Regions from separate parts of the Sus scrofa genome. Here region 1 is linked to region 2. A link is a contact called in public promoter capture Hi-C data. All regions are on one chromosome and are shown on one strand. The core of a region is the stretch at or near the end of the contact, and the rest is flanking DNA. Distances in the headings are between cores, read along the strand shown. Region 1 holds the start of C3H16orf71. Region 2 overlaps PPL (periplakin).

The links. Promoter capture Hi-C pulls out the DNA fragments that hold promoters and counts their contacts.
Region 1: a promoter capture Hi-C map of fetal liver shows a contact between it and region 2, with 4 times the contacts expected there. A contact is called at or near these places in 2 of 5 promoter capture datasets (fetal liver and liver), 9 of 47 Hi-C or Micro-C datasets (brain, embryonic fibroblasts, epiblast stem cells and 6 more) and 2 of 2 datasets of targeted methods (alveolar macrophages and skeletal muscle).

The regions. Positions count from the first base shown.
Region 1 is chr3:37,663,345-37,667,004 of Sscrofa11.1, forward strand. C3H16orf71 reads right to left here and starts at 2,153. Exons shown (of 10, transcript XM_013995684.2): 1 at 2,078-2,153. It overlaps ANKS3 (ankyrin repeat and SAM domain-containing protein 3), which reads left to right and starts at 838. Exons shown (of 17, transcript XM_021086672.1): 1 at 838-974. The coding sequence starts at 912.
Region 2 is chr3:37,487,983-37,491,395 of Sscrofa11.1, forward strand. It overlaps PPL (periplakin), which reads left to right. Exons shown (of 22, transcript XM_013995670.1): 3 at 2,952-3,106. Among named protein-coding and RNA genes, the nearest start is that of PPL, 29 kb to the left of the region's middle.

The sequences.
Region 1 (3,660 bases), core at 903-3,402, 180 kb after region 2:
GTCAAAAGCTCAGGGGGCTGCCTTTTCAAAGCATATGCCACCCCTCGGGGGATGAAAACAGGTTGGCAGACCTCCCACCCCATCTCCTTTCTGGTCTGCAGGTTTCTGTTGCTGAGTGCCAGGCACTGTGCCTGCCATGCTTTGTGAGTGCATGTGTGTGTGTAGTGTAGTATGGCACCTGCAGATGTATATGATGATGTGTGATAATATATAGATATATGCATTGATGTGTAATGATATGTAATATGTACTTGATATGTAGATATATGGACATGATATACAGAATGATACATGTGATGATGTATAGATATGTGTAAACTATATATATCCCATATAACAAAGACACTATTATTGTCTACATTTTATAGGCTCAGAGAGGTTATATTATTAGTAAAAGCAAAAACAGAATTTGTGGAGTTCCTATTGTGGCTAAGCGTGTTAAGAACCTGAGTAGTATCCATGAACCTCACTCGGTTAAAGATCTGGTGTTGCCGTGAGCTATAGGTCGCAGATGCAGCTCAGATCCCACACTGTTGTGGCTGTGGTGTAAACCAGAAGCTGTATCTCTGATTCAACCCCTACCTAGCCTGGGAACCTCCATATGCTGCAGCTGTGGCCCTAAAAACAGAATTTGTATCCAAGTCAGAGGGTATTTCAAGCTCAACCGCCCTTTACTGCTGCCTTACAAAGGAACAGACTAGAGACACTTTGGAGTCCCCAAGACACTTTTTGGGGGGGGGGAGTTGACACTCAGTTTAACTCCTTATACAACCCCCCCTTTTTCTTTAATCCCAGAGTCTAACAGGAGAAGGCCCAGTCTCTCAGGATCAAGGGGGCTTTGAGATGTGGCTTGATGGTTCTTCAGAGCCAGCGTCTGGAGAGTACTTGCAGCCTGAGAGGCCTCTGTAACTATGCAGTGGGAAAAGAACACTCCTGCCCCAGCAATGGCCCCCAACAGGGAAGAAGCAGGAGAGGTGAGTGGGGGTGTCTTGCTCTTTCTGCGTTCACAGGAGCGGGGGCAGGAGCTTGGTGCACTCTGACCTGGGAAGAGCAGAGTGAGGATGCATCTGGTAGATAGATCACGGGGTGTTCTCTGGCTGGGGGAGCAGATCAGAGGGCAACAAAATCACCTGGGTGAGAGGGACTACCAGAGGTGACTACTACTGCTGTTCCCCAGGAGGATAAAGCACTAGGGGAGGAAAAGGCATTGCAGCCTGCGGGAAGAGCAGGTAAGAGCTCAGAGGAGTGAAAATTGCCAACAAGTTGGGGGAGGAAGGTTTCAGTTACTGGAAAATGACGTGCAAACGGACCAGATCGGAAGGGTCCTGAACGCCAGGGGGAGGAGCTCCGCTCACCCAGCTGGTAAGGATTACGTCAAAACACTACGCGAAATAGCAGATCCAGTCCGGGGGAATCCTGACTGCCTCTGCGTCCGTTTCTTGGCGGCGGCCCGTTAGCCCCGCCCCAAACCCCACCCCTTCCCACTGCCTGGGGCTAGTTGTTATGACAACTAGACGCCAACGTCCTCCTAGGTCGGGTTTTTAAATTTTATTTTTTTTTATTTTTTTAATTTTTTTGGTCTTTGTGCTATTTCGTGGGCCACTCTCGCGGCATATGGAGGTTCCCAGGCTAGGGGTCGAATCGGAGCTATAGCTGCCAGCCTACGCCAGAGCCACAGCAACGCAGGATCCGAGCCGTGTCTGCGACCTACACCACAGCTCACGGCAACGCCAGATCGTTAACCCACTGAGCAAGGGCAGGGATCGAACCCGCAACCTCATGGTTCCTAGTCGGATTCGTTAACCACTGCGCCACGACGGGAACTCCGAGTTTTTAAATTTTAAAGCTCGGAAACCTGAAAACCTTTCTCGCGTCCTCCCACCGACTCCCAGCCCCTCTTTCTCGCCCGCTCCGTCCAACTCTCAACATTTATCTCTGCAGCTGCGGTAGGCCCGAGGCCACTCACCACCGACCTAAGCCTCAGCCTCCCCTCCCAGCGCAGTCGCAACAGGGCTATAAACAGCCTCGATCGCAGCCCTCCTGTCTTATTCTCCCCCTCGGATCGCAGGGCAATTACAGGGGCTTTCGCCGCCTTCGTATCTCCGCTCAGCAGTCTTACGTTACTGGACTGCCAACCGTTTCCCAACCTCCCCCGCTCCTCCTCCGGGACTTGGCGCGTCCTGCCTATCCTGAAACAAGATTGGTTCTCCTGGCCAGTGGGGGGGCGGGGCAAGGCTACTCCCCCCTGATCATTGGCTGCCCCTGGCGTCACACAATGAGCTGGGCGAGCTGACCGGAAGGTCCGGGAGCGGGAATGACGAACTCCACAGCCCCTGGAACTCCCCCGCAGACCCGCGAGCGTCCCGGCGTGCTCCGCGCCTCCCGCAACCACTTCCGGGGCGGGAGCAGGGCGGCGGGATTTGGAGGCTGTGGCGGCGGCCCGCGTGGAGGGTTCCTCCGGCGGGCGCAGCTGGGGAAGCGCCGCGGCGAGCGGACGCGGGTTGGCGGCAGCCCCAGGACGGCCCAGGGCCCGAGGCCCAGAGCAGGTAGGTTCCGCGGCGGCCCTGCCCTGCCTGGTGCCCGCACCTGCTGCCCACCCGCGGGGCGTCCCAGCGGTGTGGCTGGCTCGCTGCAGGAGTTTCAGACTCTGAGCTTCCGCTTTGCAGCTGGAGAACGGGGAGGATAAAGCCAAGTGCCGAGTAGGGTTTCTGGGAGGAGGCGCCAAGGGATGTCAGTGCTGTAGATGCTCCGGTTATTCCCTAGGTTCCTTCCCCAGGGTCTGAGAACGAGATTGGATACCCGGCCCCGCGGAGGACCTATGCCCCGGGGCGGGACCGGGTGCCCTCGGGCTTTTCCAGAACTCCTCCCTGCGAGCGTGACAGTTATCACCAGCGTCATTTTGTTGTTGATTTTTTTTGCTTATTTCAGAAGTAACGGATATTGGAGTTCCCGCTGTGGCGCAGTGCGTTGAAGGATCCCGCGTTGCCACAGCTGCGTCTGGGATTCAGTCACTGGGCCGGGAACGTCCATATGCCGCAGGTGCGGCCGTAAAATTAAAAACAAACAAACAAACATAATTTAGCATTTTGCAGGATGGATAGGACACAAAGGTAGAACGAGAATTAAAATGTAGTATTTACAGTGCTACTTCCTTCAAATTAGTTTTGGAAGCGATGTGTAGATTTTCTTCAAGTATACCGTGGTACATGCTTGAATATAATTTTGTTCATAACCAATACCCCATCATTGTAGAGCAGCTGGCGTGTGGCAGGGTGAGAAAGGAAGTAGTAGTAGCTTTATGCTCTCTTAGCCTCCCAGTTCTCCCTCCTCGGGCTCCTTGAGTGGGGGTCTGGTTCTCATTGCCTCTTAGCGATGGGAAAGGTGTCAGACAGGTGAGTCTCCAATAAAACCTGGGTCTCACCCTGGAAGGCGTATGCAGAGTAGAAGAGACACACCCAAAGAAGGTTTGAGGGATCCAGTGAAAGGAGAACTGAACTGATGCTCAGCTTTGGATCCTTATCCAGGCTCTGTGGCCAGGACTGTTCAGGTTGGGGGTTCCCACCTGCAGAGCGAGAGAGCTGGTTGCTCTCTCGCCCACCGGTGTGGTGTGGAGGATCCAGGAAGCAGGCTTTGCTCTGAACTTGATTACACATACTCTGG
Region 2 (3,413 bases), core at 524-3,023:
GTTTTTTGTTTGTTTGTTTTGTCTTTTTGCTATTTCTTGGGCCGCTCCCATGGCATATGGAGGTTCCCAGGCTAGGGGTCTAATTGGAGCTGTAGTCTCTGGCCTACGCCAGAGCCACAGCAACGCAGGATCCGAGCCGCGTCTGCAACCTACGACACAGCTCATGGCAACGCCGGATCGTTAACCCACTGAGCAAGGGCAGGGACTGAACCCGCAACCTCATGGTTCCTAGTTGGATTCGTTAACCACTGCGCTACGACGGGAACTCCCTGTTTTTCGTTTAAAAATTGAGATGCCCATAAGATAAAATTAACCTTTTCAAGTTCAACTTTGTGGCACCTTGTACCTTTACAGTGTTGTGTGGCCACCTCCTCTATCTGGTTCCAAGGCCCCTTCGTCATCCCAGCTCTGCGCCTATTAGCGGTCTTCCCCCCCCCGGCAACCACTAATCAGCTTTTTGTAATTATCCTAATTTTTTGTTTCTTTGGCTGCAGCCACAGTGTGTGGAAGTTCCCAGGCCAGGGATGGAACTCATGACACAGCAGCAACCCAAGCCACAGCAGTGAAAACACCAGGCCCTTAACCTGCTGTGCCGCCGGGAAACTCCTAGCTTAATTTTTTTTTAGGGCTGCACCTATGGCATATGGAAGTTCTCAGGGTAGGGGTCGAATTGGAGCTGCAGCTGCCAGCCTTCACCACAGCCATAGCAACATGGGAACTGAGCGGCGTCTGCAACCTATACTGCAGCTCACAGTAACACCAGATCCTTAACCCTCTGAGTGAGGGATGGAACTTGCATCCCCATGGCTCCTCGTTACTGCTGAGCCGCAATGGGAACTGCCTTTTTTTTTTTTTTTTTTTTGCTTTTTTTCCCTATGTTATTTTTTTTATTCTTTATTTTTTGGTCTTTTTGCCTTTTCTCGCCTGCTCCTGAGGCATATAGAGGTTCCCAGGCTAGGGGTCCAATCAGAGCTGTAGCCGCCGGCCTGTGTCAGAGCCACAGCAACACAGGATCCGAGCCACGTCTGCACCACAGCTCACAGCCACGCCGGATCCTTAACCCACTGAGCAAGGCCAGGAATCGAACCCGCAACCTCATGGTTCCTAGTCGGACTCGTTAACCACTGCGCCACGGCGGGAACTCCCCTAGCTTATTTTTTAAACGCTGCTAAAGTTGGAGGGATTAGAGAACATCCATGTCTCCACCGCCCAGATTCTGCCAGCGATGTCTGCTGGACTGGCTTCATCACAGGTCTGTCCATCAGCCTGTGGGTCATTCAGTCCCTACGATATTTTTTACTTTATTATTATTATTATTATTTTTCTCTTTCTTTTTAGAGCCGAACCCATGGCATACAGAAGTTCCCAGTGTAGGGGTCGAATCGGGACAGCTGCACGGCCACAGCAACGCTGGATCCGAGCCACGTCTATGACCCTCACCACAGTGCATGGCAATGCCAGGATCCTTAACCCACTGAGCAAGGCCAGGGATCGAACCTGTGCCCTCATAGGTACTAGTTGGGTTTGTTACCGCAGAGTCATGAAGGGAACTCCTGATTTTTGTTTACTTTAAAGTGAAACACATGTAAGGTCTCTGGAGAGTATCCAGATGTTAAGGGTTCACCCTCCCACGTTCCTGTGCCAGTAGGTCGCCCCGGCACCGTTCCTGGGGTGAGGGTGGAGCACGTTTCCAGAAATGTCCCAGGGACCTTCCCAGTCCGTCCTGCCCAGAGGTAACCACTGTGCAGCCTGCGTCCTCATCGATCCGTCTTGCCCGACGGTGGACTCTTGAACGCTTCCCCTCCACGCGGCTCGCTCCGTGCTCTCTCCCCCTCATCGGGGGGTGCTGGCCTCCCCCCACAGCACCTGCGCCTCTGAATTAGGAAATGATTAACTGACGTCCCTCTTGTGCAGAATTAATCCGTGGCACTATCACTGACCAGCAGAGCTTCAGATCAGCGGGTGATGATGGAACGAATAAAATTCCCCCACGCCAAGGATCATGATGTTTCGTTGTATTTCCTGTCGTTGCTATCAATTTTTAACTGGCCAGCCCCAGCCGTGGCACACTAATGGCCCAGTGCCTCTGGTCTTGTGACACTCGGGCCTCAACTCCAAGGCCCTCCAGGCCCTGGGTGCCCCCAGCCCTCAGCCCTCCCCCTACCGGCCTGGGTGGGGTAGGCTAAACACCTTATCTTCCTCTGAGAGGAAGCCGTTCCACTTTTTCCTTTTGCCATTCTTCCCTTCCGTCTTCTTTTTTCTTTTCCTTTCTTTCTTTCTTTTTTTTGCTTTTTAAGGCCGCACCTATGTTATATGAGGTTCACAGACTAGGCGTCAAATTGGAACTACAGCCACAATGTGGCGTAGGCTGGAAGCTGCAGCTCTGCTTGGACTCCTAGTCTGGGAACCTCCATGTAAGGCAGGTGGGGCCCTAAAATAGCAAAAAAAAAAAAAAAAAAGGATAGATGAGGTGCACTGTGCCTTCTCCCACTTTCTCCCTATGCCTCCTTCCAGCCTCAATCACAGAGGTCCTTTCCTGCCGCAGGGCCTTTGCACAGGCTGTTCCCTCTGCCTAGGACACTCTTCCCAGTCTTCCTTTAGTCTTAGGCTGTGTCACTGCCTCAGAAGGGCCTCACTGACCCCTGGAGCAAGTCTCCCACATTCCACCTCTGCTGCGTTCCCTTGGTAACACCAGCTTGTATGAACTTGCAGTCACCCTTCTGCGGCTCATTTGTTGACCTGCCTTCCTGGGGGGTCTCCCCTGGGCTGGGCTGGGCGGGGCCAAGGCTCTGCACTGCTGCCTTCCCAGCCCAAGCTGCCACAAGGAGGCACAGGACAGAGCCAGAGGAGCCTGTCCTCTGCCCCTCTCCTCCTCCCACCCCTCCTGTCCTGTGCCCACTGAGTCCCCGCCCACCGTCCCCCCCCCCAGCCCTTTCTTGTGACTCTCACAGGATCTGGCCGGGCTGCAGGAGGGCCGGCAGCCCGAGCACCGGGACGTGGCCTTGCAGAAGGTGTCGGACTCGGAGAAGCTTCTGTACGTGCTGGAGGCAGATGCGGCCATCGCCAAGCAAATGAAGCACCCCCAGGGGGACATGATCGCTGAGGAGTAGGTCCCCTCCATTTCGGGTCCTGGGGGTGCTGCTCAGGGCGGGGCAGGGGGCTGCAGCCCTTGCAGCATTCAGGAGCCCAGTCAGGGTTCGTCGAGGGTCTAGCACACACCAGACATTTTGCGGTCAGGGAGGCTGGGGCTCAGGGTGCTGGTGTCCCCTGTTCTGGTCATAGTGTGACCACAGCCCCCGACCCCCACGCTTGCGAACACACTCTCCCCATGCCCGATGCCCAGCTGGCTTCCCAAATGCGTGGCTCTCGCCTCAACTCAGATGTGGACGAACCACTGTCCTTGTCGCAGCCCA